Linked DNA regions of Mus musculus: region 2 is linked to region 1. A link is a contact called in public Hi-C data. All regions are on one chromosome and are shown on one strand. Each heading gives the region's core, a stretch centred on a gene start, on an enhancer-like site or on the middle of the called end of the contact. The rest is flanking DNA. Distances are from core to core; before and after follow the strand shown.

The links. Hi-C and Micro-C count contacts between places; a contact is called where the count stands out from the background.
Region 2: a contact with region 1 is called in a Hi-C map of cerebral cortex, with 1.7 times the contacts expected there. The contact joins two enhancer-like sites. A contact is called at or near these places in 9 of 39 promoter capture datasets (the 3T3-L1 cell line, the HPC-7 cell line, embryonic stem cells and 6 more) and 2 of 484 Hi-C or Micro-C datasets (cerebral cortex and frontal cortex).

Annotation. Positions count from the first base shown.
Region 1 is chr6:135,904,035-135,910,132 of GRCm38.p6, forward strand. All of the region lies in intron 5 of Grin2b (glutamate receptor, ionotropic, NMDA2B (epsilon 2)), which reads right to left. Among named protein-coding and RNA genes, the nearest start is that of Gm14330, 55 kb to the left of the region's middle. Within about 2 kb of position 3,692, at least 37 of the 459 cell types and tissues checked have an H3K27ac peak or open chromatin away from gene starts, as enhancers often do. A contact at or near this core is called in cerebral cortex, where this site is marked.
Region 2 is chr6:135,736,673-135,742,770 of GRCm38.p6, forward strand. It overlaps Grin2b (glutamate receptor, ionotropic, NMDA2B (epsilon 2)), which reads right to left. Exons shown (of 15, transcript NM_001363750.1): 12 at 4,250-4,410; 13 at 2,287-2,474. The region is part of intron 1 of Gm14329 (a long non-coding RNA gene); the gene reads left to right. Among named protein-coding and RNA genes, the nearest start is that of Gm14329, 6.9 kb to the left of the region's middle. Within about 2 kb of position 3,224, at least 4 of the 459 cell types and tissues checked have an H3K27ac peak or open chromatin away from gene starts, as enhancers often do. A contact at or near this core is called in cerebral cortex, where this site is marked.

The sequences.
Region 1 (6,098 bases), core at 2,442-4,941:
AGGGTGTGATGGTTAGATGAAATAGGTCCTATCCGTAAGGGCAGGCTCAGATGTCCCAGAGGCTAGCTTTGAGACTCTGTGCCTCATCTTGTTCATAGAAGGGAGGCACCAGAGATTTGGGGCAAAGTGAGATTTCCTCTCTAGATGCCCAAGTCTCTCCTATGTGCAGCATATTCAATTGTTATTCAGCCAAATGCTATGACACCTTCCTCCTCCACATTTGGTTTGAGAAGACTACTGTATTCTTGTCCCAGCCTCTGTCTACAAAAGCAAGGTTCCCAGGTTGATGGGTTTTCAGCAGCAGCTTCTTGGAAGAGGATCATCAAGGGTTAGACCATGCGTTTGGACTTGGAGTCCTTTGTGAGAGAATGAAAGCCATATTTGAGGAAATTTTGAGCACATGACACTTGCAGAAGAAGTTAATTTGAGTTCAACTTCCAGGAGCAAGGTTTTTCTCTCTCCTATGGCACACTGCTGCCAGGTTAAAGCTTGCCATTCTCCTGCCGTGAGGCTGGTGCCCGTGCAGCAGCATGTGTGGCTCTTGCAATCTGGACTAAAGGCATGTGCTGGGACCCTGCCAGCCGAGGCTCTGTACTGAGGACTGTGCATTGACCTTGCTCATGTCTGCTATGTCTTTCCCATCAGTGAGATCCTAGTCTTTACGTATCCTGTCAAATTCTTTTCTTTTTTATACACATATTCCCAGTTGCTTACTAATAGCCAGATGACTGATTTCGACAGCTGCTTCAGCCAACTAAGTAGGCTTCCTGCTCACAGCTCAGAAGGAATGGAAGCCACAAGGATCTCTCTCTCTCTCTCTCTCTCTCTCTCTCTCTCTCTCTCTCTCTCTCTCTGTGTGTGTGTGTGTGTGTCTGTCTGTCTGTCTGTCTGTCTCTGTCTGTCTGTCTCTTAAATTTCTGGAAATAAATAACTTTGGCCAGAAGCGTGTGTCACTTCCGGAACTGACAGACCAGCAGACTAAGCATGTATGACCTTTACACAAGACCCAGAAGACCTGGGAGGCTGACTTGAATGCAGTGTTTCCTGTCATTTTCCACTTTCGAATCTTACCTTCGCGGTAGAAAAAAGAGCATTCCCCAGCCCTGCCAGCCCTTAGACACATACCCATCATGGTCCACCGCACAGAGAGAAGAGAGAGGCCAGGTGAGCTCTCTTTAAGTTGATACTCAAATACAGGTCCAGGTTTCCAGTGGCATTTCTGAGTTACCCCCTTTGACTGAACGTGCAAATATAGATAGATGGGGGTAACTGGGAGATGCTCTGGGCAGGTTAACTATCATGTCTTTGCTACTTCCTGCATGATTCATATAATACCAGCACCAAATGGCTAGCATAGCATGAGGCTCAGATCACATCAGGCAGGAGGACCAGAGCACCAGCCAGGGAAGGGAAGTGTAAAGAGCTAGGGGCATTAAAGAATGGTCACAGGCCCTAAGCTACTAAATCCATGAGTCTATACTGGTCTGAGAGTGTAGTGTGGTTGCTATCTGTCTTTCAACCATCTGTGACTTCCAGTGAAAACCTTGGGTGTGTGTGGATATAAAATCCAGAAACGCTTATAATGCCAAATGCATAATTCTGCTTGCAGAGCCTGCCATTAAGTCGTGTGTAAAATAAGAATTCGACTGTCTGCCTGTGTAAGATATTTTTCTATCAAACCTCAAGAAGCCAGATGAATATTAGAATATGCTACACAAGAAATGCCTGGCTGGTTCCAAAAGGAGAGCAAGCACTGTAAAGCAATTAATAAATGCTATTTACGAGCGGTGATTAGCTCTTTTCTTGTGTTGCGTTATTGGTGAGGGGATGTAGGAAAACTCATATAGCCACTCTGTTGGAATCTCGATTTGAAAGGGAACAAGAACCCTAGATTCCCACCCCTTCTACTCATTCCACAAAGCCTAAATCTTACAAACGTAAGGATCAGATGCAAAACTTCTGCTTGTGAGGGAGACGCCTGGGTACGTGGAAGTCTGGCTAAAACCAATGGCAACGATCACCTAATGATGCCCCTGTGGTAAGTGCGCCTGGTGGCTCTGCCCTGGTTCTCTCCTACAAATCACAGGGAACTAACAAGAACAACGCAGCACTTTTTTTTCCTTTGTCTTCTTATTTCTTTGGCGAAACATAGCATCTCCCCCCAAGTCTTTAATCAGACAGTTGGCACTCGTCTGTTCTGCAAATGCAATATTCCTTAATTGTGTTTCTTAATACAATTACAGAGCTGTGCTTTGGCCGCGCTGGCTCACAGAACCGTGCCAAGATCGAGCCCAGTCAGAGCCACAAAAGTTTAAATGCCACACGTTACAGAAGTGCCTACCAGCCCCTGCCACCGTAGGATCAGAACCAATGAAACTAACTGCTCAAAAGGCAGAGGCAGCAGGGAGAGGTAGAAGGTGGACATCTCACTCTCTGCACTGTGGTACTCACCCACTGCTCCTCACTCTAAATACTATTTTCTCTTTCTTGCATTTCAGTCTACAATTCCATTAAATATAATAACAGCGTAGAAATACAAAGAACATCTTTTTTTTTTTTCAGCACGAAAAAACTTTCATTTTAAAGCCCACTGTGTGCTCCAAAAATTTAGCAATGCATCAATTTCTCATCGGGGCCAGGGCACACATGGTACTGGAAGCTTTAAAGTTCAGTGTCTTTTCTCTGTATATGGGTTGAACTAAAGACTCCTTAAAGCCAACCCATTCCGATGCTTCTGTTGCCAACCATGCTGATAGAAACTCATCTCTCTGCATAAAATAGACCCACAAATGTCAGCTGAAGGAACGGGATGCACGAGAGAATCAGGATTTCTTCTCATGCGATAAATGTTCACAGCTTGTACCCTTTCCAGAATTTGAGGTTCCCAACACCAGCAACAATTACAGTTTTTGGATTGACCTTCAGGAGGGAAGCAAAGGAAGGGATTCTTTCATGAACACCAGGTTTAAAATCCATTTAAAATGTCATTCTACCCTGTTCTGTTCATCTGGGCCACACAAATGACAGCAGAGTGGTTCTAAGCCCCTGGCTGCTGGAATCAACCTCCAAGCCCTGATACACATCGTTTCTGACTGAGCCTGTACCCCTTTCTGGTCCTTCGGAGTTAGAATTTGCGTTAGGTCAGGCCCGGGTTCTGGACAGACTCTCATCAGTTTTCCTGAACTCTTCCATGCAATTGGCAACAAGAAACTGAGGATTCAAAACACAGGGAGGGGAAAACGGCAAAGACAGCAGGCAAGGAAGCCAGCTTGTCAACACTTCCCCGAGGCTGTTGACTCATTACCAGGTGATAACATTTTGAAAGACTCCTCTAGCTGGAAAACTAAGAACGCTAGCTGCTGATCACAGCAAATCTCCCTTGCTTAGTGTACAGTAATGCCACCGCTCCCTCAACCACCAGCACCCCACATTATCCTACTAAGAGTTGTGGGTTGCAAATCCCCCGCCAACTGCCCCTTCCCACTTTGTAGCATACAGTAGGCATCGGCCCATTATCATGACTACGAGGACAGATCTGCTAAAAGCTGATCCCCTAGAGTCCACTCAAAACATCCCAGTATTCCACTTGCCCCTTGCGGGTTAGTTTGGGGACTGGGCAGAACCGGGGAAGGAAACGCTTCCCTAAGGATTGTGCCGCCGCTAGAGGCCGCTCTGAGCCAGATTCTCGCCTAAATCTGCTCTGAAGGGAAATCGCATCAGAGGGAAGAGGCAGCACTGAGTAGCACCGGGAGTCATGGCAACACCATGGCTCCTATTTTTAAACTTGTGGGTGAGTGAGCACACCAAGTGTGCGTGTATGTGCGTGGGGGGAGGGATTGGGGCGCATCTCAGAGGAATATCCTCCCATATGCTTTTGAGTTTTCAGGGGTGAATAATCTGTGTCCAGAAGGTCATCGAATTAAATTGGAACTTGGGATGGAAGAATGTGTTCTTTCCTTAACTTCACTACCTTGGTCTCAATCACAAAAGATCCTTTAGGTCCTAAAGGCACACCTAAATTCCTGATAGCTCCAGCCAGCGTCCTCTTTAATGCTGATCTTTGTTCCTTCCGCGTGCTTTGCCAGCCTCTTGGGTGATTCACTTTGTGTTGCTAGAAGAGTAAGAAGTCTAAGACTGCAAATTAAAGGGATCTTTTTGCGGATGCCCCACTCCTCCTGAGGCCAATCAAAGTGCATGCTGGGTAGCATTTGCATCGTCCAGAACCTTGAACAAGCCTCAGTATAGAAAAAAGGGTGCAGACACCCACTGCCTATGTTATCAATTAAACCAAGTGCAAATGGCATCTAAAATGCAGAAAACTGGCCCAGGTTGGTTCAGCCCGTTTCTTCCCCAGCAGCACTCCCCCACCTCTGTTTCCTTCTGGTCTGCTCTCCGGCAGTGTGTATGCTTTGAACAAGTCCAAACTTATCTAACCTGTCAAAAATGAACGGTGGCCCTGGAGAACATCTGTAAATCAAGACAGAGGTCAAGGTCTTGCTTTTGTCTTAACACATGTCCAACGACAATATTTTCAATGTTCCTCTGACCTTTCTGAGTGCCAACAGACTCTAGAACAGAATGTTTGCCTCCTCCTCTATAGGAGGAATTGCATCGGCCACCTCTATGTAAATGCCAAATGCCGGGACCACGTAGCCATAAAGGCATCTCTTATAGGAGGATTTAATTGAAGACTGTCTGAGAGACCAAGGATTTTTGAAGTAGACAATGCCAGCCAATCAGGAACTGTTGTTTAGAAAAACTGCTCTCTTGGAACCAGTGGAGCATAGGTGGAGGGTATTAAAGGAGCTTGCAGCCGTGCTCAGACGAGTTTGCCACTGCACTTCTTACCTGCTCCCAGAGTCTGTGTCATTTACTCTGTGCCACCTCACCTCCAACCCCAAGGACGGGGAGGGTCAGCAGCCAGTAGTCCAGGGCACAGGCAACACTCTTTCATCACAAGATTCTCAGGTGTGGAGTGATTGGGTATGCTTTTCCATGTATGAGATAAAGAACTTGGGAGCATACAGCCAGAGTAAGAAAGAAACATCATCCTTTCTTGTGTGAAAAGAAAGGGGCCCAGAGCATCATAGCAAAGTGAACCTAGATACAAAGTGGTGTCCCCTGGGATCAATGTAGATGTCTTTAAAACACATTTATTGGATGTTGCCCTCAGGCTCCCTCTGGGTTTCTCATGGTCGAGCAGAGGCTAGTGCACATATGTGTGCAGTGCGTCTTTATTTGTGTATGTATGTATATTTATTTGTATGTGTGTGCACCTGTGTTCATTTGTGTGAGTATATGTTTGTGCATGTGTGGGGGTGTGTTCATTTACTGAGTGTGGGCACATACACACAGAGATCAGAGAATATTCTTGGTTGTCAGCTCTCACCACCTTGCTTGAGGCATAGTCTCTTGTTCCCTGCTATATATGTCAGGATAGCTGGCCTGAGATTTTCCAGGGGTTCCCCTGGGTCCACCTTTTATCCCAACAAAGGAATGCTGGAATTACAGACCCCCACTGCCACTCCCAGCCTTGTGTGAGTTATCGGTACTGCAAGTACTTTACACACCAAACCACCTGCCCAGCCTAAGGAAGAAATTCTTGATTCTGAGCCACTCTGTCCTGCGAGTTAATGCTATGATCTTCACAATCAAAGTCCTTCACATTTGAGTCAGTACTGAGGGAAAGGAAGTGGTCCAAGGTGGGTCGACATCCGGGGGCCCACTGCCTCTGAGATTTGTACAGTGTGGGCTGGAAATGGGATCCCACCTGCAAGTCAAATGTAAATGTAACCCACTCTGTTTGAACTCCATTTTTCTAACCTGAGAAAATACGGAGGCAATAATGCTCTAGGCTATACTCTCCAGATTAAATGATGCTGCACAGAACACTTGGCACATAGTAGTCATTCAATAACCCTTAAAAAAATAATTTTACTAAATTGCTGAAGCTTAGTGTTTTCAAGTCCCAAGCCTCCTTTTTTTTGTTCCTGATTATAGGAAGTCTTTTAATGGAAATTTTATAAAGGTAAGATAGAGCTCTTGGGCTCCTGAAATCAAGGCTAATCAATATAATTTAAGTTTCCATTGATGACTTC
Region 2 (6,098 bases), core at 1,974-4,473, 170 kb before region 1:
TCATCAATACATTCCAAGTATTTAGTGGAAATGTAATGAATGGAACACAGGTAACTCAAGGACATGGGACTTCCTTGTGACTCTGCTCTAGCCAGTGCAAATTGGCAGCTCAATGCTTGGTATTATATACAATATGCCATGCAAGGAACAAGAGTTCAAATTAGTGAGAACAGTTTGTGAGAAAAGCAGTCAATGGGTTTGAGAGGGAGGGAGAGAGAGAGAGAGAGAGAGAGAGAGAGAGAGAGAGAGAGAGAGAGAGAGAGAGAGAGAGAGAGAGAAACTTGAGACTGGGGATGGATTTTAATTTATATTATATTTAAAGGCATTGCAGGCAGCAGGTGTAGAATTATCACCAAGGAAGAAGTAGAAAAATAGATGCTCATTTACAGAGAGACAAGAAAACCAGTTCAAGCAGAGTAGTAACCCTCAGCAAAGAAAGCTTAGTAAAAGAATTCTGAGGTTAAACTCTCTGACCTCTATTTTATAGACAGTGGGGATAACATAACCAAACAAGTAAAAACTTGGAATTATACAGAGCACATTAGGTTGAGGAAGGAGAGGTAGACAGAGATTGAAAGAGGTTGAATCATTATGCTCTCTCAGAATTTCAGAAGTCTTTTAGAGGAAAATATGAAACCCAAATGAGGAGGAAGCTGGAATGAAACATGATCACCTAAACTTGCCTCCTCTCAACTCTGCTTAAAGGGACAAGGACTTCTCCAGTTGTGTCAGACTCTGACCTACTATCACTAGACACTAATCAGTAGAAATGTAAACATCTCAAACAACACCCCCAAAACCCAAAACCCAAAACCCAAAACCCAAAAACCAAAAACCAAAAACCAAAACCAACCAAACAAGCAAAAGACAAAGAAAACAAGTACCTACTCCAGGATGTCACTAATTCATACAAATGAAAGTCTAGTTTGCTAAAATTTTGCATTTGCATAGCACAATGAATCCCAAAATCCTTTCTACTGATCTACTTGGTAATAGAGTCTGGATCCATTTGGCTGTGACTACTGGTTATACCAGCATGGCTTATCAGCATTCCAGCTACAAACCCCTACTCGTTCTTATAGAAATCCACTCACGTTTCTTCTCTTCTTTGATTCAACAATGCTTTTTCTAACTAGTGTAGAAGCCAGATTCAGGTGGAACCTGGAAACCTGACCCTGGCCTTGTGTCTCTGATGTCTTCCCTAATAAAAAATGTCCCATGGACCTAGTTGACAGACCCACGTGTCTGGTGGACTTCAGAACCATGCAGAGTGAAGATCATCTCTATCTAGATTAGTTTGTGTGTGAGGATTATGGGTAGACTGTTTTGGGCAAGGACATGAAGAGAAATGCAGAAGATAGTAGTCCGGTGAGATACATTTCTCAGTGTTCAGCCCATGACCAGAAAGACACAGGAAATGCCTTCTGGTATCTACATCTGAGGATCCTTGCCCTCCACCTCTTCAACCAGAAGACCGTGGCAGGACAGAATGAAGGATGTAGAAACAGACAAACATTTGTTTCACTTTCCTTCCTCCTGGAATAGAAAGAGCACTGCCCTACATCTGTCTGGTGTTGTGCCACATGTAGGGTGACATCTAACTGTAGCCTACTTCATTCCCGGAGGCATCAAAGTCCCACACAATCTTCAAATGTTCCCTTATCTCCAACTACTTTAATTCCTCCCTCATCTTTACCCAGTGCAGGTTAAAGTATGTCTCCTTGTAATTCTCATATTAAACCACACCTTTATGGTAGCTTAGGGTGTGATTTAGAAATTGGGTCATTGCAGATGCAATTAATAATGGCAAAGCACACTGCAATCCCCAGCAGGCCCCTAACCTCATGTGATTGGCCTTAAGAAAAGGGTGGATGCAGAGAAAGATGAATACAGGAGAAAGACATTCATCCAGGTAGGATGAAAGTAGAGATCTGAGTGGTGCTTTGACAAGTCAAGGAATACCTAGTGGAACCAACAAGAAGAGAGCACCAAGAAGACACATCAAAAGCCATTCAACAAGCATACAGAGGATTCCTCCTCATCACTTCCAAGTGAAGCTTCCTGTACTGATACCTGTAGTGCCCAGAACTTCAACACAACGAATTCAACTGTTTACATCACACCATTCCTGTCATTTGTTATGGTGGCCCTAAGAATTCAAAACGTACTCTCCAATCTAATCATATCTTGTGACATGCTGATTTGGATAAATAGAGGATAAAGGTTGCTATTTCAGAACAGCTATTGGTGGAGGCCAAGTGGACACTCCCCTTTACTTTAACTCACCATCTCCAAACAGCTGCAGGATAGCAAGGTCCACCTGGCGTTTCCAACCAGAGTCTTTTTGGATAGCAATGCCATAGCCCGTAGAAGCAAAGACCTTGCCACTGCCAATGGTCACCAGCTTGCAGCCTTCGTCTCTTCCAGCCATGTAGTTGAGCACGGCTGCATCGTAGATGAATGCATCAAGTTTCCTGCACAAGAAAGAAGCGAACCAACATATACTAAGGAGGAAATTACACAACAGTACTACCTACTGGGGCATTAGTCTGAAGTGGTAGGGTTGCAGAAGCTATGTGGAGGACTGGCTCACAGTAAGGCTCAAGTTGGACTATTGTCAGAGTCTAAAGCCTGCATCCCAGGCTGCCCTTGATGGGACTTCAGGTTGAAAGGAGTTGTTTCTTTTATTCCCCCCTCCCACCAGGAGTGATAAGAATGTAAGTTGGGCCTGAGGCCAACTCATAAGCTGTGTCTGAAAAGGAGAAGGAGTAAAAAGGAATCAATAAAAATAATAACAGAAATAATGAAAAGTAAGCACCGCAGTGATAACAAATAGCACGGGTAAGAGTTATATAACATTTTTCATTTCTCAGTTCATTACAGTCCAGAGTGGGGGAAAGTGTAGGTGTATATGTTTCAGTAGATATGTGGCTATTTTGGTGGTCAGAAAGAATTCAGCATTCTCTTGTGCTGTGTGACTCTGCTTTGAGGGGCCAGGCTGGTGGCAAGCTCGTGTGAGAGCACATTCACAGCACTGCAAGAAGGTAGCATTCAGAAGGACCAAGGACTTTCAGATTCCTAAGCCTACATGCACATTGCGTGAAACATTGAGCTTTGCAAAGAAGGGATGCACCAAGAAAAGATGGGGTGGGCTAAGAGCGAGGCGGCATGCACCAATCACTGTTTCCAAACGTTTCCACACCGAAAGGCTGAGGGAGCAGTTCAGATAAAGCCATGCAAGTGACAGGCATGAAAGTGAGCAGGGCATGCAAGCCTGCACAACAGTTACAGGCTAGGCATCTTTGTCACTCCTCAAGAAAAAGGGAAACAAACAAACAAACAAACAAACAAACAAGCCCACAAGCCCTTTTTGATATGACTAGCAACAGGCAATTTCACAAAATGCATCCTATAAAATGCAGGTTGGTGGCATGCCCAAACACCAAGCATCCGGTATAATTGAGAACTATGCGGATCCCGTAGTTTGGACTATCCAGAGCACTCCTACCCTAACCTCAGATCCTGTCTTCTGAAACCTGTTGTGATTTTGTTCAGAACAGTGAGATTGAATGCCTCCACATTCTAAATGGCCATAAATCTAGGTGGTACTTGGGAACCTTAAGACGCAAAGGTGGCCAGAGGAGGTCCACGGTCACCATAGGAGAGAGGGAAACAGCTGTATGACCCATTGGCCTCCAAATTTCGACATTTACAGTGCTCAAGTGCTGGCCATTCTTCATAGCTTTCACTTTCTCCAACTAAAGGACAAGTGTGCCCAAATCGCTGCATTAACAGCTTGTGAACAAATACACTCTGGGTACAGAGAATGGCTATCAGGAGTGACAATCAAAGCTGAAATTGGGGATCAATCAACACATTTCTACTTGTTGCCGTCTACAAATTTTGCACACTTCCTGTTTCATTTCTCCCTAGACACCGGAACTGTCTATTACACCTCTTAGACTACAGCTCATGTGTAACAGATATGCGCTCTCTCCTTGACGCTTCCTTTTTAGTTTTTGATCTGTTTCTTTTCCACTCCATGCCCACATTCATGCAAGCAGAAAACAATTTGCAGGATGGTATATAGAAGCAAGTAACATCATAAGAACTCTTGTACAAGGGTTGGAATAATGCCATCAAATTTGACTTGGAAACAGTCTTTTGATTTAATGAGTATGGTTCAAGTTCAAACTGTGTCCAGTGGATGTGAGAGGTGTATCACTCTGAGCTTGGAGGCCGTTCTTACCCTGTTTTCAGGGAGAGCAAGGCATCATCTACACCCCTTTGGTTGAACTTTCCCATGTAGGCATGCATTTCTGCATAGTTATTACGGATATTCCTCTCTGTGCTGCCATTGGGCACAGTCCCAAAGCGGAAAGGGGGTGAGAAGTCATTAGGTCTCTGGAACTGGAGAGAGAAAGAAAGACAGAGAGAGAGAGACAGAGACAGAATAAAGAAGAAATGCTTTAGAAAAATGTGAAGAGACATTAAGTCAGCATTAGTGAGTTTATAATGGAAAGGAACCGACTATAATTCACCAAACACATTAGCCCTCACTCAGGAGCAGTAATTGCCTTCTGGAAGTGGACTTCAGTTCAACTCAATTTAATACGTATTGTTGAGAGATTTCTATTTGCCCAGTCCCGAGTTTAATCTGTAACCCTGTGTGTTCCTTCTATGCATCCGACACAATACCAGTGATGATGGGCCTGAAAGTGGCATGATATAGTTTGTGGTACATTAGTCACTTTTATTTCCAAAAATTGTCTAAAATCTGCACTCAGGCCTCTTAATTCAGAGGCCCAATCACATTGTCCTTCTACAATTAAGGTCACACAGCATGTCAGTCATGGAAATAATGTTTGAATATTGAATATATTTTGCTAAGAAATTTTCTTTTGACCTTCAAAGCACTCAAAATTCTGTTGATCCTAAACCAGCTATTGGATAATTCACATGTTATTTTAGCTATGTTCCCTGCTTGCTTAAACACTGAGAGTGTCTCTCCAGTGCCTAGCACTAGAATTTAAATTCCTTGGATCCTGTCTCTATGACATCAGCGTTATTCATAGCTATTACCCTTCAATGAGTTGGGTCTTAATGATGCTTCCAGAGCACACAATTTGACCATTTGGATTTTCACAGCCTCACCAAATTCATCTCTTTAATACACACTCACCCTTCTCTTTGGGCCAACTCAGTTTCTTCATTTTAAAATATAGCTCAAAGCAACGGCTTTGGGGAACCTCCTGTGAATTCTCCCTTCTATCAAGTTGGCCCAAAATGATCCCTCAGTACTTGTTATTCTGGTTTAGAGTCCTAGATTGATTCTATAAATTCAGCGACTCCCTATGTCTACTGACTAAGTACCGAGAACTAGACCTTCATGCGGTCATTAATAGTTTAAGCTTGAGATTAAAACAGATATGATGACCAACTCTGCCACTTACTACTTAATGACTGTGTTCCTTGACAGAAAAGATGTACCTCTTCTTCCTCCATAATAAGGAGTTGATGATGCCCAGTTTTCAAGAATGTAAAATAAGTACTTGGCACAGCACCTGATAGATACACCATAGGGTTGCCTGACACAAACCAGGTCACTGGGTTAGAGGGTTTTCAACTGAGAAAATGCCTGGAGCAGACTGAACTGTAGGCGAATCTCTAAGGCATTTTCTTGATTAATGATTGATATGGGAGGGCCCAGTCTACTATACTAGGTGGTCCTGGATTTATCAAAAAATCAGGCTTGAACAAGAAATGGAGAGCAAGACAGGAAGCAGCACTTCGTCGTCATGATTTTTGCTTCAGTCCCTGCCTGCTTGAGTTCTTACCTTTGCTTCCCTCATTGATGGACTGTGATTGGTACATGGAATGCAATAGCCCCTTCCCCCCATATTCCCTTTGGGTCTGGCCTTTATCACAGCAACAGAAAGCACACTAAGACAGATGCTCAGTGATTGGTCCCATATTGTTCTAAATCCATGTTCATATTAGTTTTGTTTTGCTGATAAAACAGCAGGCTACCTAATGTTCTTGTCCTGTAAGTATATCTAAGATGACACAGAATATGGGCATAAAGCTGTCCCTTGGCA